2 separate regions of the Zea mays genome follow, and region 1 is linked to region 2. A link is a contact called in public Hi-C data. All regions are on one chromosome and are shown on one strand. The core of a region is the stretch at or near the end of the contact, and the rest is flanking DNA. Distances in the headings are between cores, read along the strand shown. Region 1 holds the start of LOC100272247. Region 2 has its middle 100 kb from the start of LOC100274875.

What was found. A called contact is a pair of places that touch in the nucleus more often than the background predicts.
Region 1: a Hi-C map of leaf shows a contact between it and region 2, with 3 times the contacts expected there. The contact joins the promoter of LOC100272247 here to the enhancer-like site in region 2. A contact is called at or near these places in 4 of 25 Hi-C or Micro-C datasets (ear, leaf and tassel).

Annotation. Positions count from the first base shown.
Region 1 is chr9:86,150,693-86,157,842 of Zm-B73-REFERENCE-NAM-5.0, forward strand. It overlaps LOC100272247, which reads left to right and starts at 5,892. Exons shown (of 8, transcript NM_001359589.1): 1 at 5,892-6,254. The coding sequence starts at 6,062.
Region 2 is chr9:86,025,804-86,033,490 of Zm-B73-REFERENCE-NAM-5.0, forward strand. No RefSeq gene overlaps it. Among protein-coding and RNA genes, the nearest start is that of LOC100274875, 100 kb to the right of the region's middle. Within about 2 kb of position 4,003, at least 13 of the 20 cell types and tissues checked have an H3K27ac peak or open chromatin away from gene starts, as enhancers often do. A contact at or near this core is called in ear, leaf and tassel, where this site is marked.

The sequences.
Region 1 (7,150 bases), core at 4,642-7,141, 130 kb after region 2:
TAATTTTGGTGGTTGAATTGCCCAACACAAATATTTGGACTAACTAGTTTGCTCTAGTGTATAAGTTATACAGGTGCCAAAGGTTCACACTTAGCCAATAAAAAGACCAAGTATTTGGTTCAAACAAAGGAGCAAGGGATAACCGAAGGCACCTCTAGTCTGGCGCACCGGACATGTCCGGTGCACCAGAGGACTCCGACTTCAAACTCGTCACCTTCGAGAAATTCCAGAGGCAACTCCGCTATAATTCACCGGAATGTCCGGTGTACACCGGACTGTCCGGTGCTCCAAGGAAGAGCGGCCTCCGGAACTCGCCAGCCTCGGGAATTCATCGAAGCTGCTCCGCTATAATTCACCGGACTGTCCGGTGTACACCGGACTGTCCGGTGTGACAGCGGAGCAACGGCTACTTCGGCACCAACGATCACCTGCCGACGCATTTAATGCGCACCAGAGCGCGTAGAAGTCAGGCACGCGTGGCATGGCGCACCGGACACTCTACAGTACATGTCCGGTGCGCCACCGGACATCAAGGCGGGCCCAGCAATCAGAGCTCCAACGGTCAGAACCCTAACGGCCGGGTGACGTGGCTGTGGCACCGAACATGTCCGGTGTGCACCGGACTGTCCGGTGCACCATCGAACAGACAGCCTCACCCAACGGCTAGATTTTGGTTGGTGGCTATAAATACCACCCCAACCGGCCACTTCAAGGTGTGGGAGCCCAAGCAACATTCTAAGTCATCTAGTTGACATACTCAAGCCCTCCCAACCACATATATTCATTGATCCATCCTATACACAAGATTTAGACCACTACAACCAACACAAGTGCCACAAAAGAGAGAGCAAGCAAAAGAGAGCTACTCATTTGAGTTTAGCACTAGTGCCTTGTGAGATTCATTGAGAGATAGTGTGTGCTTCATCTTTGTGTTCATTTGCGCGTGGAGTTTTGACTCCCATTCGAACTTCCTCCAAAGTTTTGGAGGCTTGTAAAAGCTAGCAAGAGACACCAAAGATTGTGGTGGTCCTTGTGGGATCGAGAGTGATCCTTGAGAAGAAGAGGAGCTCACCGATCCTTGTGTGATCGGCGGAGAGAGGGAAAGGGTTGAAAAAGACCCGTCCTTAAGTGGACTCCTCAACGGGGACTAGGCCTTCGAGGGCCGAACCTCGGTAAAACAAATCACCCGTGTCCATTGTGTTTATTGCTTGTGATTTGTTTGTCTTCCCTTGCTCTAAGTTTTCTTGCACCTTTATTTGCTAATATCATTTAGTGTCGCTTCAAGTTAAATTTCCATTTAGTGAAGCAACACGTTGCAAGAAAGAACTTGTCCTAGTACTCTTCTCATCTAAGGCTTCTTGCTTTGTTATTCTATAACTTACTAGTTGTATTGATTTATCACTCCCGCATTATTTAGCAATGCTCTTTTCAAGCAAGAACTTAGTTTCTATTCTCCGATATTTGTATATCTTGTTCTAACCACTAATCAAGGGATCTAGTTGGGGGATAAAGTTTTAATTTTCAGGTTTCGCCTATTCACCCCCCCTCTAGGCGACTTTCAGGTTGCACCTCGGGTGTGGAGGTGGTGCCTCGCTCAATGATTTGTTTGGAGCCTTTGATCATGAGTTTAAAGCTCACAAACTTTCCTATCACTTCCTTGGGAGACATTAGTTTATATCTTGGATCACCACAAATTAATTGAACTTGAGTAGGGTTAAGAAAATGAGTGATCTAAGAATAACCTTGACCATTTCATGGTCATCCCATTTGGTGCTCCCGAGGTTGCGCACTTGGTTCACCAAGGTTTTGAGCCGGTTGTACATGGCTTGTGGCTCCTCTCCTTGGTGAAGCATGAAGCGACCGAGCTCCCCCTCGATCGTTTCCATCTTGGTGATCTTGGTCACTTCGTCTCCTTCGTGCGCGGTCTTTAATATGTCCCAAATCTCTTTTGCACTTTTCAAACCTTGCACCTTATTATACTCCTCTCGACTTAGAGAGGTGAGGAGTATAGTAGTTGCTTGGGAATTAAAGTGTTGGATTTGGGCGACTTTGTCCGCATCATAATCTTCATCCCCCACGGATGGTACCTGTGCTCCAAATTCAACAATGTCCCATATGCTTGTGTGGAGTGAGGTTAGATGATATTTCATCATTTCACTCCACCTAGAATAATCTTCACCGTTAAAAGCCGGTGGTTTGCCTAATGGAATGGAAAGTAATGGAGTATGTTTGGAAATGCGAGGATAGCGTAAGGGGATCTTACTAAACTTCTTGCGCTCATGGCGCTTAGAAGTAACGGACGGCGCGTCGGAGCCAGAGGTGGATGGCGACGAAGAGTCGGTCTCATAGTAGACCACCTTTTTCATCTTCTTCTTCTTGTCGCCACTCCGGTGCGACTTAACGCGGGGAGGTGATTCCTCCCTCTTCTTGTTGCCGGACTCTCCCGATGGAGCCTTCCCGTGGCTTGTGGCGGGCTTCTCGCCGGTCACCATCTCCTTCTTGGCGTGAGCTCCTGACATAACTTCGAGCGGTTAGGCTGTAATGAAGTACCGGGCTCCGATAACAATTGCAAGTTGCCTAGAGGGGGTGAATAGGCAGAATCTGAAATTTACAAACTTAAGCACACACTACAAGCCAGGGTTAGCGTTAGAATTAAATTCGAGTCCGAAAGAGAGAAAAACAAATCAACAAAGAAATAAAGCGGATGAACACGGTGATTTGTTTTACCGAGGTTCAGTTCTTGCAAACCTACTCCCCGTTGAGGTGGTCACAAAGACCGGGTCTCTTTCAACCATTTCCCTCTCTCAAACGATCACTTAGACCGAGTGAGCCTTTCTCTTCAATCAAATGGGGCACTTAATCCACTACAAGGACCACCACAACTTGGTGTCTTTTGCTTTGATTACAAGTGAGTTGGAAACAAGAATAGAGGAAGAAGAAAAGCGATCCAAGCGCAAGAGCTTAAAAGAACACAAAAGTCTCTCTCTCTAGTCACTAATTTGTTTGGAGTGATTCCGGACTTAGGAGAGGATTTGATCTCTTTGTTTGTGTCTTGGAATGAAGTCTAGAGCTCTTGTATGAGGTTTGATGGCTGAAAACTTGGATGCATTGAAGTGTGGTGGTTGGGGGTATTTATAGCCCCAACCACCAAAATGGGCGTTGGTGAAGGCTGCTGTCGTATGGCGCACCGGACAGTCCGGTGCGCCACCGGACACTGTTCGGTGCGCCAGCCACGTCACCAAGCCGTTGGGTTCCGACCGTTGGAGCTCTGACATGTGGGACCACCAGACAGTCCGGTGGTGCACTGGGCAGTCACTGTTCACTGTCTGGTGCACCTTCTGACGGCTGCTCTGACTTCTGCGCGCGCAGGCGCGCACTGTAGCGTTTTACTGTTCCTTTGCAGACGACCGTTGGCGATGTTTAGCCGTTACTCCACTGGCACACCGGACAGTCCGGTGCTACATCGGACAGTCCGGTGAATTATAGCGGAGTGGCTCCTAGAATTCCTGAAGCTAGCGAGTTGGAGAGAATCCACCCTGGTGCACCGGACACTGTTCGGTGGTGCACCGGACAGTCCGGTGCGCTAGACCAGGGCAACCTTCGGTTGCTTTGCTCCTTTCTTTTTGAACCCTTTCTTTTAACTTTGTATTGGTTTATTGTGAACCTTTGGCACCTATAGAACTTATAATCTAGAGCAAACTAGTTAGTCCAAATATTTGTGTTGAACAATTCAACCACCAAAATCATTTAGGAAAAGGTGTGAGCCTATTTCCCTTTCACCGGGTCTCTTTCAACTCTTTCCCTCTCTCAAACGGTCACTTAGACCGAGTGAGCCTTTCTCTTCAATCAAATGGGACACTTAGTCCACTACAAGGACCACCACAACTTGGTGTCTCTTGCTTTGATTACTAGTGAGTTGGAAACAAGAATAGAGGAATAAGAAAAGCAATCCAAGCGCAAGAGCTCAAAAGAACACAAAAATCTCTCTCTCTAATCACTAATTTATTTGGAGTGATTCCGGACTTTGGGAGAGGATTTGATCTCTTTGTTTGTGTCTTGGAATGAAGTCTAGAGCTCTTGTATGAGGTTTGATGGCTGAAAAACTTGGATGCATTGAAGTGTGGTGGTTGGGGGTATTTATAGCCCCAACCACCAAAATGCCCGTTGGTGAAGGTTGCTGTCGTATGGCGCACCGGACAGTTCGGTGCGCCGCCGGACACTGTCCGGTGCGCCAGCCACGTCACCCAACCGTTAGGGTTCGACCGTTGGAGCTTCTGACATGTGGGCCACCGGACAGTCGGTGGTGCACCGGACAGGTCCTGTTCACTGTCCGGTGCGCCATCTGCGCCTGCTCTGACTTCTGCGCGCGCAGTCCGCGCACTATTCACTGTTCCTGTAGCGTTGCAGGCGACCGTTGGCACAGGTAGCCGTTGCTCCGCTTGGCACACCGGACAGTCCGGTGCTACACCGGACAGTCCGGTGAATTATAGCGGAGTGGCTCCCAGAATTCCCGAAGGTGGCAAGTTTGGAGTTGATCCACCCTAGTGCACCGGACATTCCGGTGCGCCAGACCAGGGCCGCCTTCGGTTGTCTTTGCTCCTTTTTGTTTGAACCCTTTCTTGGACTTTTTATTGGTTTGTGTTGAACCTTTGGCACCTGTAGAACTTATAATCTAGAGCAAACTAGTTAGTCCAATTATTTATGTTGGGCGATTCAACCACCAAAATCATTTAGAAAAAGGTGTAAGCCTATTTCCCTTTCAGACCGTCTAGCTTATGTAGCCACTAGGCTGCCATCGGGTCGGCCCACATTCTGTGTCGGACCAACCACAATACGAGGGCCACATATGATGCCCAAAACCGACACGCTCAACAGGCCGTGCGACCCAACCACGAAGGACATCAAACAGGGCCGTGCTTGGACCGAGCCAAAAATGTGCCGGGTTGCGGGCTAAACAGGCGGCCCGTAATGTCTGGACATATATACTTAGATTATAGCCACCAGATTCTTTAAATAGCGAGCTTACTAGAAAAGCTCCACAAAAATTAAGCTGCTGCAAATGGAAAGAGAAAATGTTCAGTGCAAAATCTATATTCGGTGGAATCTCGAGAACTCTTTAGAAAACATACTTAGAAATCTTCACAAAAAAGTTGAAACTATACCCATTCATAATGCATCTATGCATATACATTGTCACAAAATTTAAGATTCAAAATCAATCTAGAAAAAATCATATGAAAATAACACAGTTTAGGTGCATATGTATTAGAAGGTAAATTCTTATAAATTTTGTCCTATAGTGTGTATACGCATCTTAACTTCTGTTATTTTTAAGGAAAAATTCTCAAAATGAATTTAAATCTTAAATTTTCTGATAATATGCATATGTAGATATATTATGGACCTGCATAGTCTCATGAAAAAAAGGGTTAGTTTGGAAACTCAAATTCTCTTCGGATTCAAAGCGAAAAAATAACTGGTAGTTAATTTTTTCCTCAATTCCCACCAATATAAGGGGATTGAGTTTTCAAAGTCGTAGCCCTAAGAATCTGCTCGGTTATGAGTGGATTGAATGAGATTTTATCCGTTCCTAGGTAGAATTGAATAGAAGAGAATTTTATCTCCCTCAAACATTTCTCGTTTATCAAGAAATACACGGGAATCGTTCTATCTGATCAAATCTTATATAAATTAGACAATTAATTTAGCTAGACAATAAATCTGTAAAAAACATATAGACTCTCAATCCCATACAATCGAATAAGGCTTTTTTTTTACGCTTCAGGAGAGTTCGAACCTAGTACTTCCCAAACAGAAATGTGTCGGTCCGCGTCATACTATAGTATCGGGATAAAGAAATACTAGCGGTCGAAAAAATAGCGAGCGTTGTAGCGCCGACGTGGCCCGCTTTCCATTCACAGGCATATAGCATAGCCCCACCAACCGGAAGCCGATAGATGCCCGACCAATCTAATAGCGCCGCAACGCGAAGCGCGAAGCCGCGAAGCCTCGCCTGTCTGGTCAGTTCCTTCGCGCACCGGCACCGCGGCGGCAGTTCAGCATGGTGGCAGCATCCGTAGCCGAGCGGGCCTATGAGGCGGCGACGCGGTCCGCGCTGGTGGCGCTGGAGCGCAACCTCATCCCGGACGCGGTGACCCGGCGCCTGACGCGGCTCCTGCTAGCGCAGCGCCTCCGCCAGGGCTACCTCCCCTCCGCGCCGCTCCAGCTGCAGCAGCTCCTCCAGTTCGTCCACTGTAAGCTCCGACTACAGCGCCTCCAGTTTATCTGTCGGTTGTAAATAGAGCTGTAAGTTAGGCTAGCATGAGACAAAATAATTTCGGCTTAAGTAAAACCATATCTAAATTTGAGTGGGGGCTTGTGCCCCCACTGGCCATAACGTCGGTCCTTCCGTACATCTAGTCATGTCGTACCGTACCATTTATCGTGCTTAAGTTTAAAGAACGACGGCCGTCGGGCCGTGCCATATGGATCGGGATCCCTGCAGTACTGCATGGGCCACTGCCGCGTGGGCTCCGCGTGCGACAGGGCCCACGCGCAGTGACCCAACTGCACGGTGCAGTACGTCAGAGGATCCGTGTCCGTGCCATATCCTAGTCGTTTTTTTTTGTCAGACCATACTTCGGTTTTCTATTTTTTGGTGTGTCTAGGTAGCACCAAATGGCTTAGCCTAAACTTTGACATCTTGTTGTAAGGTAGCACCAAATGGCTTAGCCTAAACTTTGACATCTTGTTGTAAGTACCGACTACCAGTGCAGTACAGTACAGTGGGAAATATTCAACGAATATATGGGATGTCCTACACACACAAAAATAACTTTGTTTAGATAAATAAATAAATGCAAATATTTGTGATATAAGATAAACACCACCAAGTCAATTGTTTTCATAGTAAACCTATTTTGATGATAAGATGTTAATACTATTTCCTGTAAGTATATATTGTTAGCAACATAGGCTTAGGCTCTCTTTGGGACAGTTTCTCGGAAGCGTTTCCATAAAAGCTAGACTAAGGGAATAAATGAGTTGTATACTTGTATGACAGTACTCTATCTGCTTTTCAGTTAAATGAGTGTCATGAGGAATGAGGATATATAAGCACGCCAGAATAAGCTGCAGAAAAGTTTGCCGT
Region 2 (7,687 bases), core at 2,753-5,252:
CTCAACCCAAGACACTACCCATGTTGATATAAATACTCATCACAATCCGAATAACAAGGCACATATCAATTTTGTGTTCGCAATGCACATGTTTGGGCGTCAAAATTGGGCGCCAACGACCTTTACGCGTTGAAAATGGCACCAACTAGAGCACCAACCAATCATTCCATACATACTACTGAAAACACTAGTCGATACGTCCTTGGCCAATACAACCCACCAAAGAAAAACACCACCTAGCCAAATTGGTGGAAGAATACAACCAAACAATTGGACCTGAATGTCTAGGCCTAGACTGATTTGCTCTAGCCCAGGTTGCTAGCCATGGCAGCCCATATGTGGACAACCAATCACGACCATATTCATGCCCTACCTACAATTGCCTGGAAGTCTGCCTGAGACTAGGGATGACAATTTAACCCTAAACTCGATACCCGATGGGTACCCTGGCCCGACGGGTGCGAGTATGAGTGAAGATTTTGACCCGCGGGTGTAACCCGCACTCGACCCAAAGTTTCGCGGTTGCGAGTGAGTTTCTATTTTAACCCGCGGGTGACCCACACATAACCCGAAATTTAATTTGTTTTTTATTTTGTACAAAAATGATTTATGATTTATGAAGTGTTTTTATTACTGCTCAATACGAGAAGGGTTAAAATATGTGATATAAATCAATTATTGCTAATACTTATTTGTTTATTGCTAAAATATTATTTAAAAGTTCACACTGAGTAAAACCACACACTGAGTAACCAACCTGAAACCCAACGAATTTGTGTGTGGTTCAGAGTTATACCTACAGGTACGATTATAAATGGATTTAGGGGGTGTTTGAATGCACTAGAACTAATAGTTAGTTAGCTAAAAAATATTAGTTGGATTAACTAGCTAACAAATAACTACCTAACTATTAAATAATTTACCAAAAATAGTTAATAGCTGAACTATTAGCTAGGATTTTTGGATGTTTCAACTAATTTTAGCCACTAACTATTAATTTTAGTGCATTCAAACACCACTTTAATTAGGGCCTGTTTGGCATGGCTCTAGCTCCTGATTCTAGGCGAGGATCCGGAGGAGCCGTGCCAAACAAGTGTTTTGTGAACTGATTCTCACGTGGAGTAGGAAGGATTAGGAGTCATTTTTGTATAGAAACGTGGGAGCTGAAAAAACCTGCTCCACCCTCCCTCAAAACAGCTCCTCAACCAACCAAATATGAACCTTTCCTCAATGTTTGCCCAAAATTACCCGCAATTGCCATTAAAGAAACAACGACACCCCATGGTGCACAACCTGCACAGCGCCTGACCCTCCCGCGACCTCCTACCTCCTCTCGTCGTACGACCGGGAGCGTCGGCTAGGGTTTCGCCCAGGTCCGACGCCTGTTCTCCAAAGTCTGCGTTCATCTCCGAGGCCCGCGGCAGCCACCCACCCACCAGCCCTCTTGTGGCATCTCTGTTGTCCAATTCTCATGTGGCCTGCAGTGGCTCCTCAGTCCGGTGAGCGGTGAGTCTGGCGCTAGCATTCACTGTCCATGCCATCTCGATCGTGTGACAAGCTTGGCTTGTCTAGCTCAGTTGCAACGTGCTGTATTGGTTGAGCAGCTTCGAGTACAGAGAATTGAGCGTCACATTTGTATTATTGCTTGTAAAGCACATTTAGTGTATGCAAGACGGAATAGAAAATTCTTCTAAAGATGTCAACTAGACAAGAATCAGTTTACTTGCCAAACGGTTTTAAAAATGATTCTGATTCTCCAAGAGAATCAGAAGGATCAACTCCTTAGAATGATCGAGATCTAGAGCTAAAGAATCAAGAATTGGAGTTGTACTAAACGGGCCCTTAGACTTTACAGACGGGATTGGATTTTTGCTCCACGAGAACCCAATTACCCAACCATTGCCATCCCTCGACATTAGCCTATCCGAACAAAAAACGTGGGAAAATTCCCGCCACTCTCAAATGGTGAAATGGAGCAGTGGCTGGCGCTGTTCCGCCACCTCCTCACCTCCCCCGCCGCCAACGCCGCCGCCTTCTCCTCTTCCCCTTCCTCTGGAGACTGCCCCAGCGCGCCTCCTTCGGCCGCCGCGCTCCTGCGCCTCCTTCTCTCGCCAGCGCCCACGCTCCCGGCCTCCGACCCCACGGCCGCCATCCTCTTCCAGACCCTACCTCCCTTCCTTCAGTCCCAGGCGCTCTCCTTCCTCGTCTCCTCTGCTGGCCTCCTCGATCCGCACCTCCTCCGTACCCTCGCAGCCCGTGTCCTCTCCGCTCCACATGGCCTGTATGGACTATGGGTCCTCCGCGGCGCCCGTCATCTGATCGACGGATTGCCTGAAGAGGAAGGCGTCCCTGGTGTTGCCTCCGAGGAGTTTATCGATGGGTTTCACGATCCGCCAACGTGGCTTCAAGAAGCGGGCGCGCGGGCGCATCCGGTCTTGCCGTGGCTCCCTGTTGATTGCCGGAGCTTGATGGGTAGCGGGTGCGGGACCCGTGCTGGTCGTGGCGGTGAGTATGGTTCGGACGGGATTGGGTTGGAGAACTTGGTGTTGGTGCAAAACGAGGACGTGGAGATGCAGGAGGCTGGACGTGTTCTTCCTCCTCAAGCTCCTCCGCTTGAGGACTCAATCATGCAGAGAGTCGTGGCTCTGCAGAAGGAGATTGTGACAGTGGAATCTGTCTTGGCGGCCCGGCGGGTGGCGAAGGATTTGCAGGACCTTTGCGTTGAGTCCAGGAATGCTGCAGGAGTGCTTAGCTTAGTACAGCCGTGGGAAGCTGACGATGACACTCTGAGGGTCTTGCTTTCCAATTTAGTGCTTGAGGAAGATGGGGTGGATGGAAAAGGACCAGCACTTGTTCTGTGTTCTGTTTTCTTACCACAGTTACTGGAGCTTCAAAGACCAGCTTCATCCGTTCTCCTTTCCACTGCATTGGGTCTCTGCAAGCGCCACCCAGCTGCAGCACTGGAAGCTGTACTCTTTCCACTGGTTCTTAGAAAGGGCGGCCTAAATGTTCCCCAGTGTGATGTGTTAACACGTATTATCAAGGAATGCATGCATCCACTGCAAGTTACTGCTTTCTGCCATAGGCTGCTTTCAGGAAAGGAGCAAGAGAGGAAACCAATCTGTATGCCTCAGCATATGGAGAATATCGGTACTCATTTGGTGTGGACGGAATCTCTGTTTGCACTATTTTACAACATTCTTAGTCAAGATATTTACTTGACACCAAGCACCGTTAATGAGCTAATTTCTGTGATTGATGACCGGGCATCAGAGTTCCCGAGGTCATTGAAATTTGGCAACTTTCTGCTGTGCTTCTTATCAAAGTGTTGGCATGAATGTAAGCATCAGAGGGTTTTACTTGAGAGAGCTGCCAAGAGAACCAACACTTTCCTTACTAAAGCTATATTGGCGAAACTGCGCCCTGCCAGTTGAAATTATATTTCTAAAGCATTTAAATTTGAACAACTTGTGAGTCTCATTTCTACTCAGAAATATGACGATTTAATTTTCTTTGAGGGTATGTTCAATTTTATAGTACTACTATGCATGCATTGATTTAACATCTACTAACTTCAAAACATACAGCTCGTTAGTTCATAAACCATGCAAACTGAAGATTGGTTCATATGCAAAGCAACTAACTTATTTTTGTGTATATGTTAATTCTTAATGTTTATAAGATTCTTAATTAAATAATAGCAATGTCATCAATGTTTTCATATCGTCTCATTAATAGCGATTAATTGACTGATCACAATTGTGCACTCGATCGATAAACAATAGCGACACAATCAGAGTGATTAGAAACCTGATCATCCGATTAATCGTCATTTAATCATGATTAGTCGTTCGATCAGGTCGCGGACGATCAGTTTGCCCGCGTTTGGGAATTTTCAATTTCGGCCCACTTCGTTTTTTGTTAGCATTCATATTGGACCAGTGCAACCCACTTGACCTTTCCTATACGCAGAGCTTAGCCCACACACGAGAGTAGTAGAGCATCACATAGCCTGGAGATTGAAGAACCCTAGACCAGACACTAGAGCAGTAGAGCACAGAGACAGCGGTGCGCCATCGGCGCCCCCTCCTTGGTCCCCAGTGTGCCCACTCCTTGGTCCTACAGTAGCTGACCTCTTCTCCGCAGACCTCGACTCCTTGTTCACCGGTGACTTGCCTATAGTGCTCATGTGTTGGGTGCGCCCCGTCATGGAAGCTGTGGGCTGTGCTCATATCACTCCCCAAGTCCCTAGACCCTAGTCCTCGTTGTGAATTTGTGATCCGAGTCCCTAGTCCCCAGTCATGTCACCTGCAACTTGCTCGATTTAGAACTTAGGATTCAGAAGGCGATTAATCGGGCTGATTGCTCCTCTAGCGATGAGAATCGATTAGCCATTCTGAAAACATTTTAATGACATTTTCATAATTAACATGACATATCACTGTTTGAAGAAACCCACATGTTACATTTTTTTTTGATAAGAAGATTACCCCATTTCTATATTTCCATAACAGAAATATAGTAAAGTTTAGACAAACTGTCCAGGATAACCTGCAGCAAAAGAAACCTACTCCTGCAAACTCACTACAACATAAGTTTATCTATCAATCTGAATGTCACCCCCGGATTTGAGAAATTTGCTATTTTGCCACTCTCAATTTTGGCTGTCTGTTATTATGCCATCCTGTGTCTATGACTGGTGGGACCGTCTGTGTCTATGATTTGTGGGTCCGATGGCATATTGGCGAAGCCCACAAATGATAATGGCAAAATTGCCAATGGCTCCCCCGGATTTAGGAGGCCAAACCCGGGCGAATGTCAAATGTGTGATAGAATCAAGTCTCACACATATGATGAGTCATGGTACAAAAACGGATGTCACATCTTTTACTATATAATATGAGTTCTATACAAAATAACTAAATAATTACATCATACGAAGACAATAATCCAGCAATCTAAGTTGACTGAGAGGCGGCGGTCTAGACCTCTCACAAACTCATCACAACATCCTTCATGCTCCTTATCTTGGGTACCTATTCTTGACCTGAGGGATGTGAGTACAACAAGGGTGAGGTCACATTCGTTGATCGCTCAACAAGTTGTGGGGAACAATGTGGATGAGCTCACTTACAGTGGGGCTCATGTGAAGTGTAAGACTTACCAAAGGAGATAGTTAAAGCTGAGCATTGCTTTTAAAGTTGGTCAAAATTTTATTAGCAGTTACCAAGTATAATTAGATACCAACCCAATTAAATAAGATATCACAATTAATAAAAACACCCACAATACAATGCATACGACAAATTTAGTTTCATAAATTACTAATGTGAGTGTCCGAGCCGCTCATTACCGTGAGCACGACTAATATACCAGTTTTGCACTCTACAGATGTTGTGTATCTTTACCTACAAGGCGTGTTTCCTGATTAGCCAGGGTTAGCTAGATCCTTAGACACTTCCAAGGTGAATGACTAGGGATCCACTGCGAGGCCTTTCCAAAGTTCCACTAGTTTAAGAAAACCTGCTACAGATTCAGGAAGAAGGAAGCATATGAATCCCTCATCTGAAATGCCATCGCAGCAGTTCGACCCGAGAACCCCCTATACTCTGCAGCGACGCCTCCCCGGTCGCCCTTTCGGGTAAAGTAATCTCTCCCTAGCTTTCCTAATTACTTGGCCAAGGGCGTCCTATTCTACCCTTGTGGTAACACTGTTTTTTCGGGTGGTTCTTCATGTTCCAATTAACATGATGATCTTATCATAAACAATAATTAAAACAACAACATAATTGTAACATGATCATAATATAACATTAATTTTCCAAAACCAGGTAGAGCAATAACAACTCTACCCAATAGTTCTTTTATTTGCAAGGTGTGGGATAAACAATGCTAAGAGCCTAAGAAACCTATCGGGTCCCATCAAATTAACCTGAGCATGCCACAGTGATTAATAGGACATTATTGGGTAAAGAAGAGTGATCAAGGGCACAACTTGCCGTAGACTTGAGATTCCCAAGTACTTCTCCAAGCCAGTCTTCAAATTTCTCGTGACCTCACCGCTATTCATGGGCCCGAGAACCATTGAAATCGGAGATATGGTTCAAAAGATATAGTTCTCGGAAGATTTTAGTGATTAAGTAATTAACAACTATATTCTATGTTGATTAATATAAATCATCTGAGAAAAGATATTAAAGAAATAACTAATTCAACTTTAATATAAGTTATCACTTGATTAGAGATCATTTGCCAATCAAATTATATTTATAGTCAGATTACTTTGCTAAAAAGATTATTCTACTATATGTAGTGTAAATAAATATCTATCTATAAAAGTATGTGACATAACAAAATAAGGTTTGTCTCTGTGTAGTAAACCTTATTGTGAATCTAACGCAATTTAAACGGTTTAAATCGGGGTTAAAATGAATAAGCTATGGAGTTTCTAATGTTTTCGATTTATTTTTATATTGAAAAATAGTTTTTTCGATTTTATTTACATAACCTGTAGACTTCAGTATTGCTGTTGCTATTTTCCAAAAGATCAGGGGCTGAAGCATAAAGAAAAGGACCTAAATCTTATGTCCCCATAACAGTACAGGATCGCAGGTTCTTTTCGGTAAATTCCAGGGGCTCTTGTGCTAATTTGCCACAGCAAAGGGTATGGGCCAACCGGGGCCATCCGTTAAATGATCAAGGGCCCAGATTAGATCCTGATCCAAGGTGAACCGGTATCCTTTGACGACCGCAGGATCAGCGATGCACGGTGTGGATTTAAACATCCGAGCCCCGAACCGGTACACGATGAAGTCCTTAGGATCTAAAATCTATGGATCCAATTTCATGAAGCAAGATCTAATTCCACCCATCCGATATTAGATCGACGGTAGGTACTCATCCAAGCGAAAGGGTATGTGTGATATGATCGCAGCCGTCAATCTCGGATCAACGGCTGATGCACCTTCTTCCACCTACATTGTGGCCCGGTGGCACCGTTTTCTGCCCACGGTGGAACCTCGCCGTCGCAAGGTCTTCACCCGCTGCGGCCCGCGATTTACTGCCCCAACTACCGCTACACGATGTCAAGATGAGAACGAATTAAGAGAGTAAGTTCTTACCAGCCAGGTTGTCGAGGTGAGGACGACCCACGGTAAGGCATGCGTTGATGGCTCTGGCGAGAAATCACCGGCGACCCGATGGTTCTCCCCTTCGGAGATGGCCACGTGCAGCATCCCAAAGTCGCGGCGAAGCTTCCAGCCTCGGCCTCGAGAATTCGACGGCGGTGCAGGCATGGACTGACAACGGCAGATCCCATCCTCGTCCTCGGCTCCGCTCGATCCATGGCTATGATGGCGCATGATGGAGAAGGGACGAGGAGGTAGGGGGGGGGCTCGCGGATGAGTATTTGACTATTTGTATAGCCCGAGGACGCAGTACATGCGGAGGTTAGTTAGCGAGATCTCCATTCGAGCTTGGTTGTTGGGATTAGTGCTGGGAATTGGGCCGGGCCGGGCTAGCCCGGCCCATGCCCATCGTGCTTCGTGCCAAACAGGTTCGGGCCAACAAAGCCCAAATGATTTTTGGGCCGTGCCGTGCCAGCCCGAAGTATAAAAACAGTGGCCCAGTCCGGCCCTAAACCACGTCGTGCCTTCTTTGGACTGTGCCGGCCCAAGCCCGGCCCGTG